Linked DNA regions of Zea mays: region 2 is linked to region 1. A link is a contact called in public Hi-C data. All regions are on one chromosome and are shown on one strand. Each heading gives the region's core, a stretch centred on a gene start, on an enhancer-like site or on the middle of the called end of the contact. The rest is flanking DNA. Distances are from core to core; before and after follow the strand shown. Region 1 holds the start of LOC100191513. Region 2 holds the start of LOC100283075 (selT/selW/selH selenoprotein domain containing protein).

What was found. Hi-C and Micro-C count contacts between places; a contact is called where the count stands out from the background.
Region 2: a contact with region 1 is called in a Hi-C map of ear, with 2.5 times the contacts expected there. The contact joins the promoter of LOC100283075 here to the promoter of LOC100191513 in region 1. A contact is called at or near these places in 7 of 25 Hi-C or Micro-C datasets (bundle sheath, ear, leaf and 3 more) and 1 of 3 datasets of contacts at active chromatin or transcription factors (leaf).

The regions. Positions count from the first base shown.
Region 1 is chr10:15,636,163-15,643,666 of Zm-B73-REFERENCE-NAM-5.0, reverse strand. LOC100191513 reads right to left here and starts at 3,199. Exons shown (of 9, transcript NM_001136945.1): 1 at 2,767-3,199; 2 at 1,766-1,903; 3 at 1,480-1,662; 4 at 1,190-1,347; 5 at 1,009-1,108; 6 at 814-925; 7 at 587-726; 8 at 308-493; 9 at 1-220. The coding sequence starts at 3,048. The coding sequence ends at 53.
Region 2 is chr10:15,483,032-15,490,535 of Zm-B73-REFERENCE-NAM-5.0, reverse strand. LOC100283075 (selT/selW/selH selenoprotein domain containing protein) reads right to left here and starts at 4,842. Exons shown (of 4, transcript NM_001155977.3): 1 at 4,399-4,842; 2 at 2,764-2,860; 3 at 2,579-2,638; 4 at 1,730-2,047. The coding sequence starts at 4,790. The coding sequence ends at 1,967.

The DNA of each region.
Region 1 (7,504 bases), core at 1,950-4,449:
CCTGACTCATCAATAATTACACAACGATACTGCTCATCTAAGGCCAAGAAAACTAAACGGGTACATCAGTTGGGTAGTCTGCAGGGTGCCTCATGATTGTATCCCGCAGCAATTGCTCTTGTTCATGCAGGTTGGAAGGGATCTTGTCGTAAACATCAGTGAAAAGCTCAGTAACTGGTGGTTTTGGCATTCTTTCTGCAACCTGGATGGCTTGGAGAAGCTGCACACAAGTTAACAGGCAGTTTCAGATGTCATGTATGACGATGTATCGAAGGTGTGCTGGGAATATGAATCTTTGGTGCAGTACCTCTTTTCTCACTCTGCTCCTGAGCTCAGATTCTTCAGCATCAGACCACCAGTCATTACCCTGAACCCATTTTCTGTATCTGGAAATCGGATCCCTCGCTGTTCGCCAATGCTCAATCTCATCAACTGGCCTGTACTTGGTCGAATCATCGGATGTCGAGTGATGGCCGACTCGGTAAGTCAGTGCCTGAAATCTCATTAGTCGATACTCAGATTAATTATATACTGAAGTTTTTTTTGTGCATTTCAGGTAATGAAACTCCATGGATCTACTGAGCACCTCAACTAAAATTGGTCTTCCTTCAGTTACAGCCATTTCTCGGGCAGCATGGATTGCGCTGTACACAGCAAGAGCATCATTGCCATCTACTCGGATGCCACGGATCCCATAAGCCTGGCCACGGATGACAACTCCATCACCTGCAACACGACTAGAATTTTAACACGACATTGCATTGTTTACTTGTAACTGCCATGGATCAGTATATGAAGACACGCTGTTGCTACTTCTGAATTGTTCAGTAGTCGGAGTGCTGATGGCCCAGCCATTGTTGCGGCAGAAGAAGATCACCGGTGCCTCCATAACAGCCGCGAAGTTGAGCGCTGCATGGAAGTCTCCCTGAGAAATGTTCATCTGTCAGGAAGGCTGGATATAATGGCACTGGCAAGCGACTGGTCAGTGGCTGGAGAGCTTTCATCTACCTCACTTGTCCCACCGTCCCCAAAGTATGTGATGGCACACGCGTCCTTCTTGTCCATCTTCAGAGAGTAGGCAGCTCCAACAGCATGAGGGAGCTGTGTTCTGGGAAAAATAAGGAAGAATGGAACATATGACCTTCACTCGCAAGACCTTTCCGACGCGGAAGAGATGCTTGAGACTTACGCGATAGGTGACGAGACTGTGAAATAGTTCAGACGGTTCGACCCATAGTGAATGGGCATCTGCCTCCCTTTACCATAGTCCAGCTTGTTCCCAAAGCACTGGTTTGCAAACTCCTGCAGAGTGAAGCCACGCCATAGAAGAACACCAGGTTCCCTGTACTACATTTTGGGCTCCGCATGTCGCAGCAAAGAAATGGGGGCAGTGTGTGAATCGATTGTTGGAAAAATAGACTATATCTTTCTGCTAGATTAAGATTCAGAGGAGTGGAATAGCTGATGCACATGTACTACCTGAGGCAGCACAATGTCATCCATACTGAGCGCAGCAGCAGAGGCTATGTTGATCGCTTCCTCGCCGTTGGAAGTGAGGTAGAACGAGATCCTGCCCTGCCTCTGAGCCTCGTAGAAGATGGTATCCATGATCTGGAGCGTCACCATCTCGCTGTACATCTTCAGAGCCAGCTCCCGACTGACCTGACAAGGATGAACAGCATTAATCTTCAGAACAAGTCTCCCTCGCAGCATCTAGTCTGAAGAGAGAACTTCTCAGAACGGTGCAGTGCAGCCATCAGCGTACCTCTTGGAATCTACTTCCTGATATCGTTCTGCCGTCGTCGTCAAGCACGCGGTAGCAGTTGATCCTTTCCCTCGTCGATTCTGGAAGGAAGTTCATTTCGGCCACAAAGGATACTTTCCCTCCTGGAAAGTCAACTGCCTACAAGATTTGACGGCACACGAATGCGTGCAAATTTAAATCAGCGTCGGTGGAAGAAAACAGTCTCGGGTGGTCAAATTTACCCGTCTTGGAGAGACAGTTGGTCTCATTGACCATGCCAAAGAGACAGCACTTTGTTTGGTTTGTATATAAAAGAGAAACAAAGTGCAGTAAAGACATGGAGATGTTCCTAATCATTGGGTGTCGTCACCCTTTGACACGGAAAGCAAACGTATTATACTAAGCTAATACTACCAGAGAAGATTGGCACTACCATTCCAGATGAAAGCACGTCACTATCTAATACAGTCATCAGGCAGTCAACCAACCACAGGGAAATCAGCAACCAAATCCATCCTCTCTTATTATCTGCCTTGTTTACTAATTGTTGTCAATTCTATCCACAATTGTCCTCCGCGACCTGTTACCTTCAGTTTCAAAATTCAGAAAAGAGTTGGTGTAACGGTGGCTATCGGAGTCGGTCGACAAGTTGATGACGTGACCGAATTTTGGATCGCAGAGGAAGAACGTGAAGAACACAGATGGAATGGGGAAAAAAACTACTGTGCTTCAGAAAGGATGGATGCATCATGCATGCACCGGGCTAGCGAGTACCGACAAGTTACACCAACCAGGCAACCAGGTCAGGGAGCATAGAGCAGATGGGCAAGAAGAGATGCCTTAAGCCTTGATATTATATTATCTGCAGCTCCTGGAATTTGTATCAGAGGATTGGTCCTTCCAGATCCCACAAAGGCAGAGAATTTGCTTATTTGAAATCAGGAAAGAGCTACATGGCCCGATCCAAAAGTTCATACTAGCAGTTCAGAATCTATCTAGCTGCTGCTCTGGTCGACGCATACCTGCTGATCGCCGGCTGCGAACCCGCTCTCCGGCTCCTCGTCGACGACAGCCGCCGCAGCAGCAGCAGCGCTGCTCTCCCCTGCGAAGCGCCGGACGGAGCAGAAGCCCCGGCGGCTTGTGTCCAGCGCTGGTGACCCAAGGGCCGCCTGCGGCACCGAGCCCAAGAACCACGAACTGGTGGGTTGGCCGGAGCCGTGGCGCGCAGGACGCGGAGGAGGCCTCCTGGCGGCGGCACGGCGCGCCAGCTGGGACGACGCTCTCGCTAGCCAGAGCGACGCCATGTCAGACACACACACACACAATCACACTGTGCGTGCTCTGCTCGGCCGAGCTCCAACAATCCTCTCGCCAATGGTCTGCCCTCTGCCTAGCTCTGCTCGGGGAGAGAGAGAGAGAGAGAGATGTATTTATAGGTAGCTGTGTTGGAATCGGATAGAGCTAGACGACACGAGGAAGCAAGCGAGCAATGGAAGATGTGCGTGTCGAGGAGAGGGACGGACACTGAGCTGGAAAGATAAGTGTGCGGGGAAGAGAGCGCAGCGAGGAGCATGGAGGGAGAGAGGAGGAGCAGACGGGCACGGCTCGCTGGGAGAGCGACGACGAAAAAAGCAGGGCTCCGCCGGCGCGTGGGACCGGTCTCTAGGGGAGTTGAGCATGGGCGGGAATGGTGACAGAGGTCGACGTCAGCAGGTTCATCCTGGTAGGTGAGGGAGGGGCCGGTGACAAAGCAGGATCATGTTTGTTTGTTAATGAAACACGTGGTCCTGGCGTCCTGCTGCTGCTAGGGATAGGATGGTGGATAGTGGGGTTGCTGAGAGCGGGAAAGCGGAGGAAGGTTCGAGAAAACTAATATTATCTTTTATGAGTTTATTTCTTAAATTTTTGAAACAACAACATTTTTCATACCAGCATTAAATATTAGGGCCCCTTTGGTAGGGCTTATTTTTTAGCTTCAGCTCTGGCTCATGCAAAAGTTGTGCCAAATACCTCTTTTTCAAATGGCTTCACCAGTGAAGTGCTTTTCCAAAATGAACTAGAGGGCATGAGCCAAAAAAGTGGCTCACCCGGCTTCAGCTCACGTCATTTTTGCACAATAGCCCTCCCACCAGTCCAAATTATTTTTTTTGTCCTGTCCTCAATCCCTAGCCACGTACAGGAGAGATCTATAAAAAGTAAACTATACAATGGTCTTTCTGAAAAACAACCTATAAGCCGTTTTGCCAAATGATTTTTCAGAATGGCTTTGGCTCATCTAAAAAAGTGGCTTCACCTCATGAGTCAGAGCCAAAGCCGTTTTTGGAGAAGCCAGAGCCCTGCCAAAGGGGCCCTTAGTTTATATAAAAAACATAAGGTAGTCACGAATCAACTTATTCTATTTGACAAACTAAATAAAAAACAAGAAAAATGGGATAACACCGGACTATATCATTCCACCAATCGAACACCTCTCTGCGCTCTTAATGTTTCCGCTTTCCTTTGGCTAGCAAAAAAATCCATTTATATTCTTTGTTATATATGGGTAAGGCTATTGAAAGCCCTAGTCTTCCAAAGATATGGTGCACGCCCTAGTCATATATGTACCATCTGACCAGACTAGTCCCATCCAACCAGACCTGGTCGCCTTCACCTCGCGCCCATCCCTGCATGCGCGCCTTCTTTTTTCTATTTGCATGCGCAATAAAATTAGAAGGATTAGCACAAATTTACGACCTGTTTGGATTGACAAATGAACTCATCCGGAATCATCCGAACCTAAATTCGAACCTGCATGTTCTGTTTGGTTTGTGTCACGAGGTAAATCCATCCGTCATCAAGCCATCCTTCGTAGCTTTCTCCATAGGCGGTCGAGCTGGTTCCTTGAAAAAGCAGCGGATGACCTCGTCCTTCTGATCTCTAACCCATGACGGATGATTTAACTCCGGGCTACATGATGCTGCAATCCAAACACGTCATTAGTAGATGGATTGATATGCATATAAACAAAAAATCTGATTTAAATACTTTATTCTGTCCATAAATATAGGATCTCTATAACAGTCATACAGTTAATCTCGTTAGAAACATTTTATGATATATACTGATACTAATTATGCTACACATTGTAGTTATTTATGCAATACTGTAAACCACATAAAAATTAGTTTTTCCTGCTGCATGTGCACAAAATTTAGGATGAAAAAAATGTGTGTTGAGAAGAAATGGATTGACATTTATGGAAACAAAAAATCTGATTTAAATGCTTTATTTCTCCCATAAATATAGGATCTCTACAAACAACCATGCAGCTAGGCATGCTAGAACCAGTTTATGATATATACTGATACTAATTATGTTACACGGTGTAGATATTTATGCAGTGTGGTATACCGCGTAAAAAATCAATTTTCTGCTGCATGCACACAAATTTAGGATGATAAAGAATGTGCGTTGAAAGGAAATAAATTGGTATGCATGGAAACCAAAAAATCTGATTTAAATGGTTAATTTCGTCCATAAAAATAGGATATCTGCAAGAGTTATGCAGTTAGGCTCGTTGTAACCAGATTATAACATATACTAATACTAATTATGTTATACGGTATAGATACTTATGTAGTGTGGTACACCGCATAAAAAATTTGTTTCCTGCTAAATGCACACAAATTTAGGATGGTAAGAATATGCGTTGAAAGAAAATGGATTGGCATGCATGGAAACAAAAAAACTGATTTAAATGTATTATTTCGTCCATAAAAATAGGATCTTTACAACAGTCATGCAGCTAGGCTCGTTACAAACATTATATGATATATATTGATACTAATTATGCTACACGATGAATGTATTTATGCATTATGGTACACTACTTAAAAATTGGCATGCGGGTCACTATTTGGACGCATCTCCATGTTCGATCGTAAAAATATTCAGTTTTGAGTGTAAAACCTCTCAGTTTGATCGTAAATATCGAGCTAACGTAAATGTTAGAAACCCTATATACACACTGGGTTAGGTAACGACACAATGCATAAACATTTGCGTAAAATGTGAATAGAAATATCATAAACATACAATAGAAGGAAGGGTATTCATTAACTGAAATATATGTCGTAAACACCTATTGATGTTGGCATAAATATGTATATAAAGCAGCATAAAAACACGTCGTCGCTCACACCCTAAGGGAGCCGTTGCCCGCTGCACGCGCCTCTAGGATCCGATGCTGCTCGCACCTAGGGAGGCCGCCGTCGCAGCTCGCCCCTAGGGAAGTCCACCGCTACCGATCCCATCTCAGCTACGTTGCCTGTGACGGCGCCGCGTCCGTCCGCCAACCGCGCACTCGTCGTCCGGCCGCCACGGACCCCTTTTGTCCACGTCGGAACCGTCCATCCGCGCTTCGACTAGATCCGCGCCCTGTCTGCGCCGGATCCCGCCAGACCAGTGCGCTCGCATGTCGGTGGGGAAACGCGAGATCGGGCATGCACGGATGGGACCAGTAGCGCCAGCAGTTTCCTGCATGGTCGCCACGCCGGCGACAGCCGCCACGCGCTTGACCAGCGACGCCTGCGCTAGATCCGCCAGCCCGCAAGGCCGTCGTCGTGCGTTTGTCCAGTGCCGCTCGCGCTAGATCCGCCCGCCCGCAACCGCTGCCGCGCTGAAACCCTAATTCGTGGTGGTCTTGGGTAGCTTTTATAGACGACTCAAGGCCTAGTCTGTTTGAGGTGGTGCGGCTAAACCGAAAGGTGGCGTTGGGTCAGAGCTTCCGGTCACTCTTTGGAAGCCCAAGTGATGAGGACATCCTCCACTCTTACCCGTTGGCAAAGACGCAATTGGCCCAATTGGCCCAATTGTAGTCGGACGGCGACAGTGTGAGCCTCAGAATTATCCCACCTCGCTTAACTTGGGAGGAGGAAGCCACTTTAAAAGGGAGAGCCACCCTTCCCCCATTGGACTAGTCTTTTTGGGGCGATTGGGCCTTTCCCTGAGTTGGGTGTGCTTAATGAACTGTTGGGCTCCAGGAAACCCTAATTTGTTGGGCCTCGGCCAACCCCACCTGGGCTAGGTGTATCATCTGGTATCAGAGCTAGGGCCCATTTTAAGAAGGTAGGAATGATGAGGACATCCTCCACTATTACCCGTTGGCAAAGACACAATTGGCCCAATTGGCCCAATGTAGTCGGACGACGACCGTGTGAGCCTCAGAATTATCCCACCTCGCTTAACTTGGGAGGAGGAAGCCACTTTAAAAGGGAGAGCCACCCTTCTCCCATTGGACTAGTCTTTTGGGGCGATTGGGCCTTTCCTTGAGTTGGGTGTGCTTAATGAACTGTTGGGCTCCGGGAAACCCTAATTTGTTGGGCCTCGGCCAACCCCACCTGGGCTGGGTGTATCATCTGGTATTAGAGCTAGGGCCCATTTTAAGAAGGTAGGAATGATGAGGACATCCTCCACTATTACCCGTTGGCAAAGACGCAATCGGCCCAGTTGGCCCAATTGTAGTCGGACGGCGACCGTGTGAGCCTCAGAATTATCCTACCTCGCTTAACTTGGGAGGAGGAAGCCACTTTAAAAGGGAGAGCCACCCTTCTCCCATTAGACTAGTCTTTTGGGGCTATTGGGCCTTTCCCTGAGTTGGGTGTGCTTAATGAACTGTTGGGCTCCGGGAAACCCTAATTTGTTGGGCCTCGGCCAACCCCACCTGGGCTGGGTGTAGTTTATATATTTGGAGCCCTAGACTTCCAATAACTAGAGGAAGCC
Region 2 (7,504 bases), core at 3,593-6,092, 150 kb after region 1:
GGGAGTCAGTGTGCTCTCCCAAAAATCAGGGTGGTTTGGGTGTATTAAATCTGGAGTATATGAATGATTCCTTACTATCTAAATGGCTTTGGAATATTGAAAATTCGAAAGGCTTATGGCAAAAGATTATTGCCAGTAAGTACATTAAGGGAAAACCCCTTATTTTAGTTAAGCAAAAACAAAATGACTCTCATTTCTGGAAAAAATCCTGAGTTTACGAGACAACTTTTACAAATATTGTAAAACAGATGTTGGCAATGGTTTGAAGACTAGTTTTTGGAAAAGCAATTGGATGGGTAATCAACCTCTGTCTTACCAGTTTCCTATTCTTTTTGACTTGACCTATGACAAAAATGTTTCTGTTAATGAGGTTTTCACATCGAATTTTGAGTCTCTTACTTTCAGAAGAAGGATTGTGGGTAATTTGAGGTTGTTATTCGATGAATTGATTAATTGCTGTAATCAGGTAAGGCTATCTGATCAAGAGGATAAAATTGTGTGGACTCTGGGGAAAAAAGGCTTTTCAGTTAATTCTTTGTATAAAAAGAAAATAGAAGATCAAACTTTGATTCCATATAAGTTTTTGTGGAAATCTAAATTGCCTCATAAAATCAAGGTTTTCTTCTGGTTAGTGGTAAGAAATAAAATTCTTACTAAGGACAACATGAAGAAAAGGTGTTTGAATTGGTTCTTTGAATTGTTGCTTCTGTGGGGTGGATGAATCTATCGATCACCTGTTTTTTAAGTGCCCCATTGCTCAATATATGTGGAGAGTAATTCAAGTTGCCTTGAATTTGAGGATGATTCCGAAAAATATTAAAAATCTGTATGACAATTGGTTATGTAAACCAAAAGACAAGATGGCTCATCTAGTGTTATTTGGTTGTGGTGCTTTATTCTGGGCTATTTGGCGCACTAGAAATGATTGGTGCTTTGGAAAAAATCATTTACTTGATCCGTCTAACATCATTTTTCTTTGCTGCTTCTGGCTGGACTCTTGGGCGATTCGTCAGAAAAAGGAGCAAAGAATGGTGGTGCTAGGAAGCAAGCTAATCCGAAAGACGGCAAGTGAAGCTTTCGGAAGGGCCTTAGGGTGGTGCCCTCTCGACAGGCGTATTTCTGGTTGATCCGAAGCTGAAACTTGGAAGTTGATGTGGATAGTTGTCTGTCTTTTGTTGGCTAGACTGTTCAGTTCCTTTTGTGGCTTCTGCCTGTCTTGTTGGGCTGTAAATAAGAAAGTCTTATATAGTCCTTCATAGACCAAAACTTTTCTTGTTATCGTAGGCTCTTCACTGATCTCGTGATAGTGGTTAGAGTCTAGATAGGGTATTGGTCGTGGTCGATCTTTTGGATGTTTTACCGCGAGGTGACGGTTGTTTCAAATTTTCCTATTTCTTAATGAAATAGGGGGTTTCGCCCCTTCGTAAAAAAAGACTAGTTTGGAAACTCCATTTTTAAGGAATTTTCATTTTACTAAGAGAAAATAAATTATTTTTTCTTAGAAAAAATCTCTTGAAAAATAGGATTTCCAAACTCGCTTAAGACTTCTTTTCCACCAAACAATATATCTTTGCAACCAGCCAAAACTACATTTTTTTGGCACTTTTTTTTTCTTTGGGCACTCTTGGAGATCTCTTCAGCTCTTGTATACCAAGAAAAAAGTAGATTGCCACTGACATGAACAATGAAAACTCCAACACTTCAAACGCGGGTGGCAGAGAACACGGTAGATCAGAAGTCAAGGAATTTTCAGGGCATATATCATATAACAGAAAACGATATGCCCCAGCAATGCAGGACAAGCATAGGTACGAGTACGAGACATGGGCACATGGCCAATGCAATAGGAAACGCCACTGATTGGAACCTACACCTAAGGTACACCGTACCCTTTGAAGATTACGATCTTAGATTGAATATTTCAATCACAAAATGGTGCCGCCGAGCCATAGCCAGCCAACATGGTTTAGGAGATCTTCTTGGCGATGTCCTTGATAACCTTGTCCATGTCGAGCTTCTTCATTGGTGTGAAGGGGCGTGGCATGTTCTGTGCATCAAATGGAGTTTTAATTAAACCAAATGAAATGATGTGGATACATGCAACGATGGGCTATCCCTGCTATTATCAGAAAAGACATCTTAGATTATGCAAACCACTATTTATTCATCCTATTTCTACCATTTTTTTTTCTAAGAAACAACGTACAACATGGAATAAAGCCAAGGCGGAATGAAAAGAAGCACAACAATTTGGTAAGCCGATACTAACTAAATCAAATGTATGCAACTTTTGTTTGGAAGGTTTTATCACAAGTAACGCATTGTACAAACGGTTAGCAAAAACGGTACATGTTCGAACTTTGTATTTTGAAGTAGCATTTCATGAATCACTCTAGTGTGGGGCAATGAGCGGTGCTGTCCCAGGCTAATTGACATGCACAAAAATGTATTAAATGCTACCATGAGATCATTAGATAGAATTTGGTGTAGGCCTCAGATAATAGATAGCTCTAAAATAGACACGATACATATAGCCTAAACCTACAAGATTTAAGAAAATGATAGTTAGGAATATTACCAGCAGTGATATGAACACTTCACCGCCTTCTTCACGTATCTCAAGGCAACCACGGCGTGGCTGGGGATTTAAAAAAATTAGTATAATGGCCATCAAGAAAGTATGATGTACATGAAAGCCGTTTTAGGGTATCAAACAACCCCATGGTTTGGCAAAGATCGTGACGATTAACACGCTATGAATACCTTCTGAGGGTTGATTATCACAGACACCCCCGAAACATAACTTTCCAGGTCCTCCTTCACCTTCTGAGCTCGGATCTTAAACTGTCTGCACTGAGTGCTATAGAATAGCAGAAAGAACAACTGTAAGCAAAGTTGCAGCTATGTATCACGAAATAAAGTGCATGGACAGGAAAAACTATATTAAGAATTATGAAGAATGGAAAAAACAGGGAAGCCTTCAACTAATGAAGGCAACTATTTCTTAAAAAACAAAATTCGCTGACATGTGACTTCAAAAACAATGTTACAGAAGGTGCCAGGCACCGAGCAAGCAATACAGACCTGCTAAGTGACAAGGCAAGCCTTCTTGATTGTACCTTTTGCATGTTAAATGAAGGTGTGTCATGTGTGTTTGTGGTCGGAATCAGATATGAGAGCAAAATAACAGAGAGAACAGGTAAACACCTATTCTGCCTAGCATCTAGGCACTGCCTAACTTTCCTTTTTAGCAAGTAAATGGTGGCAATTGTCTGGTTTCGTGGAACGAAGTGCAGGGGGCGCTTGAGTATGGTGGGCTGGGCATTCTCAACCTTGAATATATGAGCTGGGCGCTGCAAATAAGGTGGATGTGGCTTGCAAAGACAGACAAGGAGAGACCTTGGTAAAGCCTTGACGGTGTGGGTCAACCAAAATGCAGAATTTCTTTGCCGTTGATTTACAATCTCATGTCGGCAATAGAAATGACACATTTTTAAACAGATAGGTGGTTTGTTTGGATGTTGCATTGAGGACCTTGCTCCAAATGTTTGCGCACGGGTATTGTGTGTCTCCGAGGTTTCGCAACTGTACAGTTGCTGCAAACATATTTCAAGCAAAACAAGAAAGCTTCTACAATAAACCTAAGGATGATAAATTTAAATATTAAGACGAGATTGTAGATAACACCAGAACCAGAATAACTATTATTGTCTCGAAAAAATAGGTGATTTCAATAGCTTGCAGACATGATAAATAAAAATGCGTTTGGATCAGTGACATTGTATAGCCTGCAACGGATAGAGTTGCATACACTCTATCTTTGAAACTATTTTAAAAAATATATATATCCATTTGTTGTTCCTCTGAAACAATAAAAAAAAGTATACTGGACTACTTACTTCCACATATTCTTTCCATATATCATGTGCAATAAATCATATTGGTGCGAACGTGCAATCAAACGATCTGACGCAAAATCAAAATCCAACAGTAACTACATTTAACCCCTTCCATATAAAAGGGTTGGATCTAAATCAGATGTTCTAGATAGTTTGATTGTACGCTTGTACGAAATGACTGATTGAACAGGATATCTCGTTTGTTTGTCAATGTAAAGAATGTGCATTCCAACTTATATTGCATATTGCATTAATCACAGACGACACCTCGCAAATGCAAAGAAAAACAAGCCCAGACCAATTGTCCGGTACTCCCCATTGGTGTTTATCACTATCTATCCACACGCTTTTCCTTGCTAAAAGACCAAATCTCCATCCCTCCGGCAGAAACAAATCAATAAGGGCAATCAAACAAGAATAAAATAACCTATACCCGTCCTTTACCTCTCTCAGCAGACAAATCACCGCATATCCTAAAAGTACACACGAAGGCACTCACCAGGCCTCGACGATGACACGCTTCGCTCCAGCCGCCACATCAACCCCATCCTCCTCCTCTGCCGCTGGTGCCACCGCCTCGGCTTCCTTCTTGCCCCTCTTCCTCCCTTTCGGCTCGGTGGCCACCGTCACCGCCTCGGCTTCCTTCTTGTCCCTCTTCCTCCCTTTCGGCTCGGTGGCCACCGTCACCGCCTCGGCTTCCTTCTTGCCCCTCTTCCTCCCTTTCAACTCGGCAACCGCCGCCTCGTCTTCCTTCTTGGCCGGCACTGCCTTCGCCGGAGCAGGCTCCGTTGCCCGCTTCCCTGCAGCAGCAGCAGCAACCATGCTCCGCGTCTTCCTCGGGGACCCCGCGGCAGGGGCAATCGTCGCCGGGGACTTGCGCTTGGGAGGCATGGCTGGGTGGTGGATTGGCTCGAGCCGGTGCGTTTGCTTTGGGTTGCGCGTCGCGGAAGTGCGAGTGGAGACACGGAAAGGTTAATAGACTGGAGGGGAATGGGAAAAGGCGCGGGAGAAAAAGGCTTTTTCCCGCCAAAATAGCAGGTGATGGTAACGAGGTCATAAAATCACGGCCTTCTTAACCGTCACATTTCTCTAAACACTGTCTCCAAAAATACATTACTAAAGATCATCTATCCTTTATTTAAAGAAGATTTTATTGTCTCTGAAATATTTTATAAACTTCATTTTTTATATAAAAAACACACTCATCTCTTTATCTATTTTTATTGTTTAGACAGTAATATTTAAAAATATGATAAATACATATATCTAAAAATCTAGAATAAAATACATTTTACATGTGTTGAAGATAAATAAAATATAGATAAGAATATCTCCAATAAACTAGCTAAATGACTGGTTAAGTCAAATTTTAGCTATTTTAATAGTAGAATAACTTTTCAACAGATTAATCATCTAACTCGTCAAACTTGTATATTGAAGAGTCTGTTGGAGTAAAATACTACATATAGAGTTTTAATTTTTATGAAAAAATAAATAGAGAGTTAAAATAGAGAGTACTCTAGAGATGCTCTAAGAAAACTATTTAGATAAGCATGTAAAAACAGTTATAAAGGAATTTAATAGACAAAACTAGCTCCAGCAGATTTTCTTTCTCAATACTACTTGTTCTCATTTTTTATTTTGTACCTGCTCTTGTCTCGCTGACCATGAGGGCCAACGACGGGCAGGCGTTGCAGCTCCGAGAAAGCGAAGGCAAGATGAGTGAGGATGAGTCCGCACACCTGCCGAGCCACCGCCTCGTGCTGCGCGTCGGCCAGGACTGCACCACGCCTTCGTTGCCGGGCCGGGCCGGGCCGCACCGCACGCCAGCCGAGCTTCCGCTCCCGCGTGGTTATCTTCGCGCACTGTTGCCTCAGACCTTGGCGCAGGCCCGTATCTGAGGGGGCGAGCTGGCGGCCGCCAGGGCGCCAAAATATTGAGATCCTCACCAAGGATATACTTAATTGTAATATTTAGGATATATTTATTTATCTCGTAAATTATATAAGTTGAACTATGGTAAAAAAAGTAGAAGAATAAAATATCACTTTAAAATCATAAATAAGCTAAAATAAATAAGCTACTTATTTTAGCTTATTTGTGATTCAAAATGAATATTTTATTTTCTTACACTTCCACCATAATCCAACTTATATAATATAGATAGAAATAAATATAGCCTTAGTTGTTTAATCAGCTTAATCAGCGTTGTCTTGGTTAGCCTAATGCTATAGCAGCCCACCCTCGCTATCATGGGCAGTACGTGGCTAATGGCTTGCTGCGATCATGTACGCCATTATCACCAAATCGATCCCAATTCCCAAATCAGAACATAATACATCGAAAAAACCAATTCAGCCAACACTTCGTCAAAGGATTGGACTGCAAACACGTCGTCGGCGATCGATCTTCACACGTATGCGTACACGTATACAATAATTAGGTAAGACGGAAACTAGCTAAATTATGTTTGGCATGCTATTTGCTTCGGTCTACTAGGTTCTATATATTTAGGTTTGTGAATTCTGATTAAACAATTTTTTACTCCTCAATAGTGTAGTAATCATTTATTGTATATTTAAAAATGTATGTACATAACATAATATAGATTTATTATACATATACATAGGTTAAAAGGATCTCTATATAAATTTTTACTCGGGCCTGAAATCTTAGGATGTGTTTGGTTTGAAGATAAAGTAGGAATGAGTCGAGGGCGACACCGTCCTCTTGATTTTTTGGGATCACGCCGCCACAAAAAAAACTCTGGTGTTTATCTCGCTCACACGTGACTCTCATCCAAATACTATAGAAACTGTGACCACCCATTCTATCCCTCCTTACATATTCAACCAAACACACCTTTAGAAACAGCCCTGTTGGTGTCACACCCAGATTTAAGGGATAAAGTCGGGTGCATCTCATATGTGCGAGAACAACACATATAATAACAGAGTGTATAGAGATAAATGTCACAATATCATAAAAATAATTATTACATAGCGAAAGTCTTACAAAAATAAATGATAAATATAAAACGAACTAATGTCCATCCATGGCGTCATAAAGTTGACTGGGAGACGCCACCTGGATCAAATCGTACTCCTCGTTGTACGGCTCCTCCTGGACCACCTGTTCTTCTCCTGTGGGGGGTTTATATATCGCAAGTGTGAGCTCACAAAAGATCATAGCTCAACAAGTTGTGGGGAATAATGTGCATGAACTCACCAAAGGTGGGAGTTCATGTGAAGTGTAAGGCTGATCAATAATAGGGGTTAAAGCTGAGCATTGCTTTTAATAAGTTGGTCAAAATTTTATTACCAGTTACTAAATGTAAGTAAACACCAACCCAGAATAATAATAGAACAAAATTAATAATAAATCTCATGCAACGCAAATGACAAATTGAATTTAGTTCCATAGTTTAATCATACGAGAGTCCTGAGCTGCTCATGACCGCGAGCACGGATAGTGTACCAGTTTTACACTCTGCAGAGGTTGTACCCTGTGCCCACAAGTCGTGTATCCCATGTCGCCAGGGTTAGCTAGACCCTTAGACACTAGCGAGGTGAATGACTAGGGATCTACTACGAGACCTTTATAAA